Regions from separate parts of the Gossypium hirsutum genome. Here region 1 is linked to region 2. A link is a contact called in public Hi-C data. All regions are on one chromosome and are shown on one strand. The core of a region is the stretch at or near the end of the contact, and the rest is flanking DNA. Distances in the headings are between cores, read along the strand shown. Region 1 holds the start of LOC107887329 (reticulon-like protein B5). Region 2 overlaps LOC107887330.

Region 1 (3,706 bases), core at 928-3,427, 38 kb before region 2:
ATATTGGGTTCGATTTGGTTATATTCTCTTACTTGAATATTGATGGAATCGATGTTTGGTTTTGAAAATCGAATGCTATTTTATTGCCCTTTTTTGTTTGAACTGCCGAATCCATTTACAATACTTTGTTTGGCTTTTTATAGCCATTTTTTACACTATCTGTTTCCCTAGATTTTGCTGTTTGCGTGTTCTCTTTGTCTTGTAGGGTATGGCCGGTGGAGCAGGTGGAGCAGGTGGCCATAGCAGACGGTCAGGGGTGATTACGGCGCTGAGGTAGTTTAGGGTTTCATTTTTTTGAAACCCTAAGTCTAGAGTTGGGTAAAAAATTGGGCCTCTTAAGTTTGGGCTAGTTTTGAGTATTGGGTTTGGGTAAGTTTAGTTATTGTAATTGGGTAGTGGGTCTGGTTGTAACTGGGTTTTGAGTTATTTGTATTCAGGCCTGGGTAATTTGGGGTGGTGGGCTAGGTAAATTTTGGATTGTAAATGGGTTTGGGTTTTGTGGGCAAATTTTGGGCTTCTACAGCAGTAACTCTGGAAGGCAATCAACAACAACTTGAGTAGCAAATTTAAGTGGCCATCTATTGCATTGGTTGTTGCTTGAAAGGGGTAAGGCTTGGTAAAAGGGAAAAAAAATTGTGACTTATGAAGAAAAACAATTAAAAGAGAATAATGTTGATAACATGTTATAAAATAAAAAGATAGAAAATAAAGAATAAAGTGAATGAAAGAGCAAAGAGAGAGTGTGTTTTATTGATCAATTGGAGTATTTACAAAGCTTCTCCAAAGTCTCTATTTATATGCATAAGAAGTATAAATGAAGTAGAGATCTACTTCTAATGACTATTAGAATTTAAAGTACATTAAAAATAATCTTAATCTTGATGGACGTCTACTTAATAAGATATTTATAATAATTTAAAATATTAAAATATTATATCATTTCATATGCATCAATATAATTTGATATTTACTTAAATTAAGTGAAACATATCAAAATTTTGATTGTAACAAAATTTAAATTATTGGGTATTGGAACTATTTCGACTATCATGCTTATCCCATGATGTTTTATCATAATTCCATTTCGAACTTTCAAATTATGATTAAATAGTTTAATTATCGAACGAATCAAATTCAAATAACTTAATATAATATTCAAATAGCTTGTAAACCCATTGAACTCGAGTTTAAATATAAATAATAGATTTTTAATTTGAACTATGGTAATTTAGTCTATTTTTACTAAGTAAATTAACTAAATCTAAGGAGTTTGAAGTTCTCCTTTTGGATTCAAACTCAAATTTTGAAAATAAACCCAATTTCGAAATAAGTTAGAACTTTCTATATCTTAACTCGATTCAATTGCATCCTACCAATGAAGTTTCTTCCAACACCTTTTAAAAATTCCATATAGCACATCTATAAAAAAATTAAAATAATATTTATTTTAAACCTTTTTTGGTAAAAATAAAATAACATTAAGCGATATTATTGAGTTAGTAGATTAACCTTTATAAAATTAATATAATTTGTTTGAATTAAATCCCGCACAGAATGAGATAGAACTTTTATAAATTTTATCTCCATAACCTTAATCAATAAAAACACGTGAAAAATAATTAATAATTTCATAACTATGTGAATTTAACAAACTCAAATTCAAATTGGTATTATAATATAATGCTGGAATCTAAAGTAAGATTTAAAACACACAACTACGACAAGAACAATAAAGAGAGCCTTTTTCAACAACCTCAAAATCTCATGTATTTATTATACATCTTCTTTTCAAAACAATATAGTAAAAAAATATTTACTTTCTAAAAATACATTATATTATAATCAATTATTTGTAATTCGATATTTTAAAATAAGATATTAAATTCAAAATTTTTATAAAATAATTTACGCAACTCCAATATTCAACATAAGGGTCTAAAATAAAATGTATAATAATATATTAATAGAAATTAAAAAGGTGGAAAGGAACTAACCCTTCATGTTAAGGTAATGTGGAGCCCACTGCTGCTAACCCCTAAGAGTGATAGCCGTCCAAGACACACCTTTATCCATTAGATAATCGACACGTGTCCCATTTTGGTGAACCTTTCTCAAAACCCTGCACCGACCCTCCCCTATGTGCCCCCACGTTCCTCTTACATCACATAAAAGAAAGAAAAACATTTCAGGATTCAATTTATGCTGGACCCCACCCCACCCCACCACACCGTACCATAACCCCGTTCAAATCTAAACGCCGTCAACTTCCTAGGTTTCCGAATTCCCTCCGAGCCTTCAGGTTTGGCTCCAACCCTCAGGCTCAGACTACATCGACGTTTTATATATTCCCATCATAAAACCCTACATTTCCTACTTCAACTCTCACACACCTCGATACTTTTTGGACACCGTGAGAATCGGAGACCGAGAATCCGTCTTTTTAGGGTTTGGTTCGGATTTTAATTTTTGTAGCAATGGCGGATGATTCGGAGAGTAAGCAGTCGGCGGTGGAGTCGATGATGGAGAAGATCAGCGAGAAGATTCACGGCAATGATTCATCGTCATCTTCGGATTCGGATCATGAGAAACCGGCTTCCCCTTCCTCCGTTAAGGCTAAGATTTATCGGTTGTTTGGAAGAGAGAGACCAGTTCATCATGTGCTTGGTGGTGGAAAACGTACGAACTCTTAACTCTCTCATTTCAACTTTTTTTTTCCATTTTTCAATTTTCAAATTTTATTATGGAGATTAGAGCTTTATGCTTTTAATTTTGCTTGTTTTGTGGACTTGATGTACATGAGAGTAAAAAGATAGTCCAGTTACGTTTAAAATGGTTTACTTGGATTCTATATTAGTGGATCTGTATTTTATTTTATGCTTTTATGATCTGTTTGATAGTTTAGAAAAATGCATTGCTGAACTCGATCCCATTTTTTATTTTTTATGGATTTTTTTTGGAAAATATAAAATATTTGTTTTTCTTTGAAGTTTTGCTTGATAATAAAGCCATTAGATGCAACCTTAAAACATTTTAGGTCTTTTGCTTTTTTACCTTTTTTCTTGTTTGCATTCTGGGTGAATAGATTAAAGCATAGATCAATACTGATGTTGTATTTTTTCATCTTATTTTGTTGGTAATAATTTGTGCAGCTGCTGATGTGTTCTTGTGGAGGAACAAGAAGATTTCAGCTGGTGTCCTTGGTGGAGCAACTGCAATTTGGGTCCTTTTTGAGTTGATTGAATACCACCTACTTACTTTAATATGTCACATTTCGATACTCTGTCTTGCACTATTGTTTTTGTGGTCCAATGCTCATACCTTCATCCACAAGTAAAGTTTTACAGTCTTTGCAGCAAATTTAGTTTATTTGGTTTTTTAGACTAAGGTATTGTATGATTTCTTAAAGACACCCACCCATTTTCTTTATAGGTCTCCACCTCGCATCCCCGAAATTCATTTGCCAGAGGAGCCATTCCTCCAAGTTGCCTCTGCATTGGCAATTGAACTTAACCAGGGATTGAAACTTCTGCGGGATATTGCATCTGGAAGAAATCTGAAGGAGTTCCTTATGGTGTGTTTATTTCTTGTGTGTATGGGGATATGCTTCATCTCAAGTATGGGTGGGAGAATTACTTATGTTTCCATTCGTTGATTTGAATTTTCAGGTTATAGCTGCATTCTGGGTTCTGTCAATTGTGGGAAGTTG
Region 2 (3,780 bases), core at 1,023-3,522:
TAACTAACAACAAAAATCAATAAAAATCAACAATAATAATAACAACAAAAACACAATAACAATATAAAAATCCATTAATTAAAAAAATTATACCTTCTCTTTTCTATTTTTTTTCCTTCTCCTTCTTCTCTTCTCCTCCTTTTTTTTTTCTTTTTTCTCTTATTCTCCTTGCTGTTGCTTCTTGCTTCTGGAGTTGCTGCTTCAGCTCTTATACTGGTTGGGTGCCGCCTCTGCCAGATGCACAACCGGTGCCGCCTCTGGCACCCCCTCCATCCTTTTTTTTTTCAGATTTTGTTTTTTTTTTCATTTTTAACTTTTTTTTAACAGAAAAGTCAGAATTTTTGTCAGAGCCAAGGTGGTGCCGCCTATGACAGTGGCGTGACCACCCTGGATATGCCATTTTGGTACATAATTTTTTTCTTGTATTATTTTGATATTTTTTTCCTATTTTGGTAAATAACTCAAAAAATGGATTTGAAGGGGAGTTAAACACCCCTACGCACAACCGCAATCTCAGGCCCATAAATTCTAAACTCTGTTAAGGGGTATGTCACAATGAAAAGAAAAGGGGTCATAATACAAACACAATTCCTAACTTCTAGATTGAACACTCAAACAATGTAGACAATAGTTGTTGTAGGTGCGTGATAATAAAAATAAATTTATAAAAATTAATCAATGTCATTTTTTAATATTCTATTTGTGTCCATATTATTCAGCGATGTATAATAAGGTTATCAATTTTTATGAAAAATTTCTCCAATACTTCTTTATAGAATAATTATAAGTGCTAAAAGTAATATGTTTTAACCTTATTCTTAATGCGTTTTAAGTGATTATTCGATGTTAGTTATGAATTTTATACTATTAATCATTTAAATTCATGTTTTAATGCTTGATAGAGTCACACGAGCTAAACCATTTCACATGACTAGATCACACGGCCGTGTGACCCACATGAGTTAAACCATTCCACACGCCCGTATGGTAGGCCGTGTCGTTTTCATAGGATTGCACACCGAACTACGAAAAATCGCAATTTTTAAGTTTTTCGGGCATTTTAAGATGTATATATGATAAAGATAAAAAGATAGAATTGAGCCATCATAAAATATTCAAAAAAAACAACTCGAAAAACACCATTGAAGTCAACTTTGAAGTAGATTTCGGTCAAGATTAAATATTCCCAGTTGATTTCTTAGAAGTTATCATGAGTTTCTTTTATTTCTTTTGGTTATATTGTATCTTGAATATTTTTATTTTTAAATATGAACTAATTTTCTAAATACCTAAGGGAGATACCTATGATGGATTTTGTTGTTTGAACTAATTCTTGCTTAATTGAGTAGAGTTACACGCAATTCTAAAAATAGAACGACATAAATATATCGAATTAGAGTCAAATCTAATAAGGGAATACATACCATAAGTTAATATGATAATAGAGGTTTTAATTAGAAAGAAATTTCAATTAATTAACCTAGAGTCAGTTACTCTCATGCTCGAAAGAGATATTAACATAATTTAAGAATTTCTACAGATCAAGTTACTAAGTACAAAAATTGTGTAATTTAGATTGATAGTTACAAATGAAATCTAGGTGAATTCTTTCTTGGGTATTATTTTGATTTTTGGGTGTAATCAATTTTCCTGATTTATTTTTTATCGTATTTGTTAGTTAATTAATTTAGTTAATTTCAGTTTTTAATCAATCGATTAAATAATAAAAAAGGGTAATTACTAGCACTTTTAGTCTTCATGGGAACAATATCTTTACTCACTATAATACTATTAATTTACAAGTGCACTTGCCTTAGTCAAATTTTTAGTTAATTTCATGAATATCAAACAATCTGAAAATAGTAAAAGATGAAGGAAAAGAAAGAATTTCTGTTTTCCATTTTTGGTGTGCTTTTGCATATCTTACGAATGAAATTTGTTTAATTTCCCGTATCTCTATATAAGAACATAACTATCAAATAAGTTTCTATTTGGATAATAAACACAATCATTCGTTAAATATTACTTGAATAATTATGATATTTATAGGACATAACTTATCGCTAGCCAAATACTACAAGTTTTAAATTGTGTATGAAACATCTGAGATAGAATACTACTTTTTAACAGTCGCCTAATGTGAAAAGCTAGCGTTGTATTTTTAACTCATACGGCCATTAAACATTCTGAAATGGAGAAGTCAAGTAGTCGTCTAAGGGTTTACATTCCACACCACATTTTATTGGTCAACCACCAAACATTGCAGTGGACATGGTGAGCCACGTTTGATATTCACCATATACACTCAACTAAAGGGAAGGAGCCAATAGTAAACAGTAAACAATGTTGGAAGATGAATGTGTAAAGACGTGGAAATTCACTTCCAAACAAATCCTCTACTACCCTATGCTTTTCTCCTCTCTATATAACAGCTATTCACAAATACCCCCAAGCATCATAATTTAAGTACATACAAGAGTAGGATCAAAGATGGCATTAACTCCAGCAACCTCACTTGCTTTTTTCTGCTCAATGGTTCTCTTACTGGTTGTTATTGTTGATGCTGGTGGAATTGCTATTTATTGGGGTCAGAACGGATACGAGGGTACCTTGGCCGAGACTTGTGCCACTCGTAGATATGACTTTGTCAACATAGCTTTTCTTCCGACGTTTGGCAATGGTCAGACACCGATGATTAACCTTGCCGGTCATTGTGATCCCTACATAATGGCTGCACTAGTTTGAGTTCCGACATTAAATCATGTCAGGCGAAAGGAATTAAGGTAATGCTTTCAATCGGGGGAGGTGCTGGGAGCTACTACCTTACCTCGGCTGAAGATGCTAGGGAGGTGGCTACTTATCTTTGGAACAACTTTTTAGGGGGAACATCATCTTCTCGACCATTAGGGGATGCGGTTTTGGATGGAATCGACTTTGATATTGGAGGAGGAACGATCCAACATTGGGATGACCTTGCAAAGTACCTCTCAGAATACAGCAAACGCGATAAAAAAGTGTACTTAACCGCAGCACCTCAATGCTCCTTCCCTGATGCTTGGGTCGGGAGTGCCCTGAAAACTGGTCTATTTGACTACGTTTGGGTTCAATTCTATAACAATCCACCATGCCAATACACATCTGGAAGTTTTGGAAATCTAGTAGATGCATGGAAGCAATGGACTACAGACATTCCTGCAACTAAAATTTTCTTGGGACTCCCAGCAGCCCCGGCTACAGCCGGAAGCGGCTTCATTCCAGTAGCTGATCTTACCTCAAAAGTGCTCCCTGCTATCAAAGGTTCCTGCAAGTACGGAGGTGTTATGCTATGGTCTAAGTACTATGATGACCAAACTGGATACAGCTCTTCTATCAAAAGCCATGTTTGATTGCTATTTATTAATCTTGTAACCGTGCTATGAGCTTTATGCTATAATGATATTTTTAATGTTCTATGTCAACAGAATATCGAATTAAGTTAAAAGTAAAGAGACAAAATTTAATATCGAAAAATAAAATTTAGAATTGGGGCAGAAAATAAGGAGAGGTAAAACTTAGTGTACAGTTGGAGCCATTCATGAATATTAATGACCAGAAGGATGCTGTTAGCTAAATACAAAAATACTCACATTTAAACAAATGATGCATCCTTTCTGACATAAACAAGGCATAGAAGCAAAAGAAAAGGGTAGAAGAAGATCAAAAATTAAAGAATTATCAAACTAGGTTCTATTGCCAAAGATGCAAAAAACAGACATGAAATTAAACTGATGTTACTGTTGT

Evidence for each region. A called contact is a pair of places that touch in the nucleus more often than the background predicts.
Region 1: a Hi-C map of leaf shows a contact between it and region 2, with 2.8 times the contacts expected there. The contact joins the promoter of LOC107887329 here to the enhancer-like site in region 2. A contact is called at or near these places in 4 of 34 Hi-C or Micro-C datasets (callus and leaf).

The regions. Positions count from the first base shown.
Region 1 is chrA08:103,007,136-103,010,841 of Gossypium_hirsutum_v2.1, reverse strand. It overlaps LOC107887329 (reticulon-like protein B5), which reads left to right and starts at 2,177. Exons shown (of 5, transcript XM_016811521.2): 1 at 2,177-2,676; 2 at 3,150-3,330; 3 at 3,430-3,571; 4 at 3,666-3,706. The coding sequence starts at 2,475.
Region 2 is chrA08:102,969,248-102,973,027 of Gossypium_hirsutum_v2.1, reverse strand. It overlaps LOC107887330, which reads right to left. Exons shown (of 15, transcript XM_016811522.2): 15 at 2,157-3,301. The coding sequence ends at 3,292. It also overlaps the pseudogene LOC121205049. Among protein-coding and RNA genes, the nearest start is that of LOC107887330, 7.7 kb to the right of the region's middle. Within about 2 kb of position 2,272, at least 2 of the 9 cell types and tissues checked have an H3K27ac peak or open chromatin away from gene starts, as enhancers often do. A contact at or near this core is called in leaf, where this site is marked.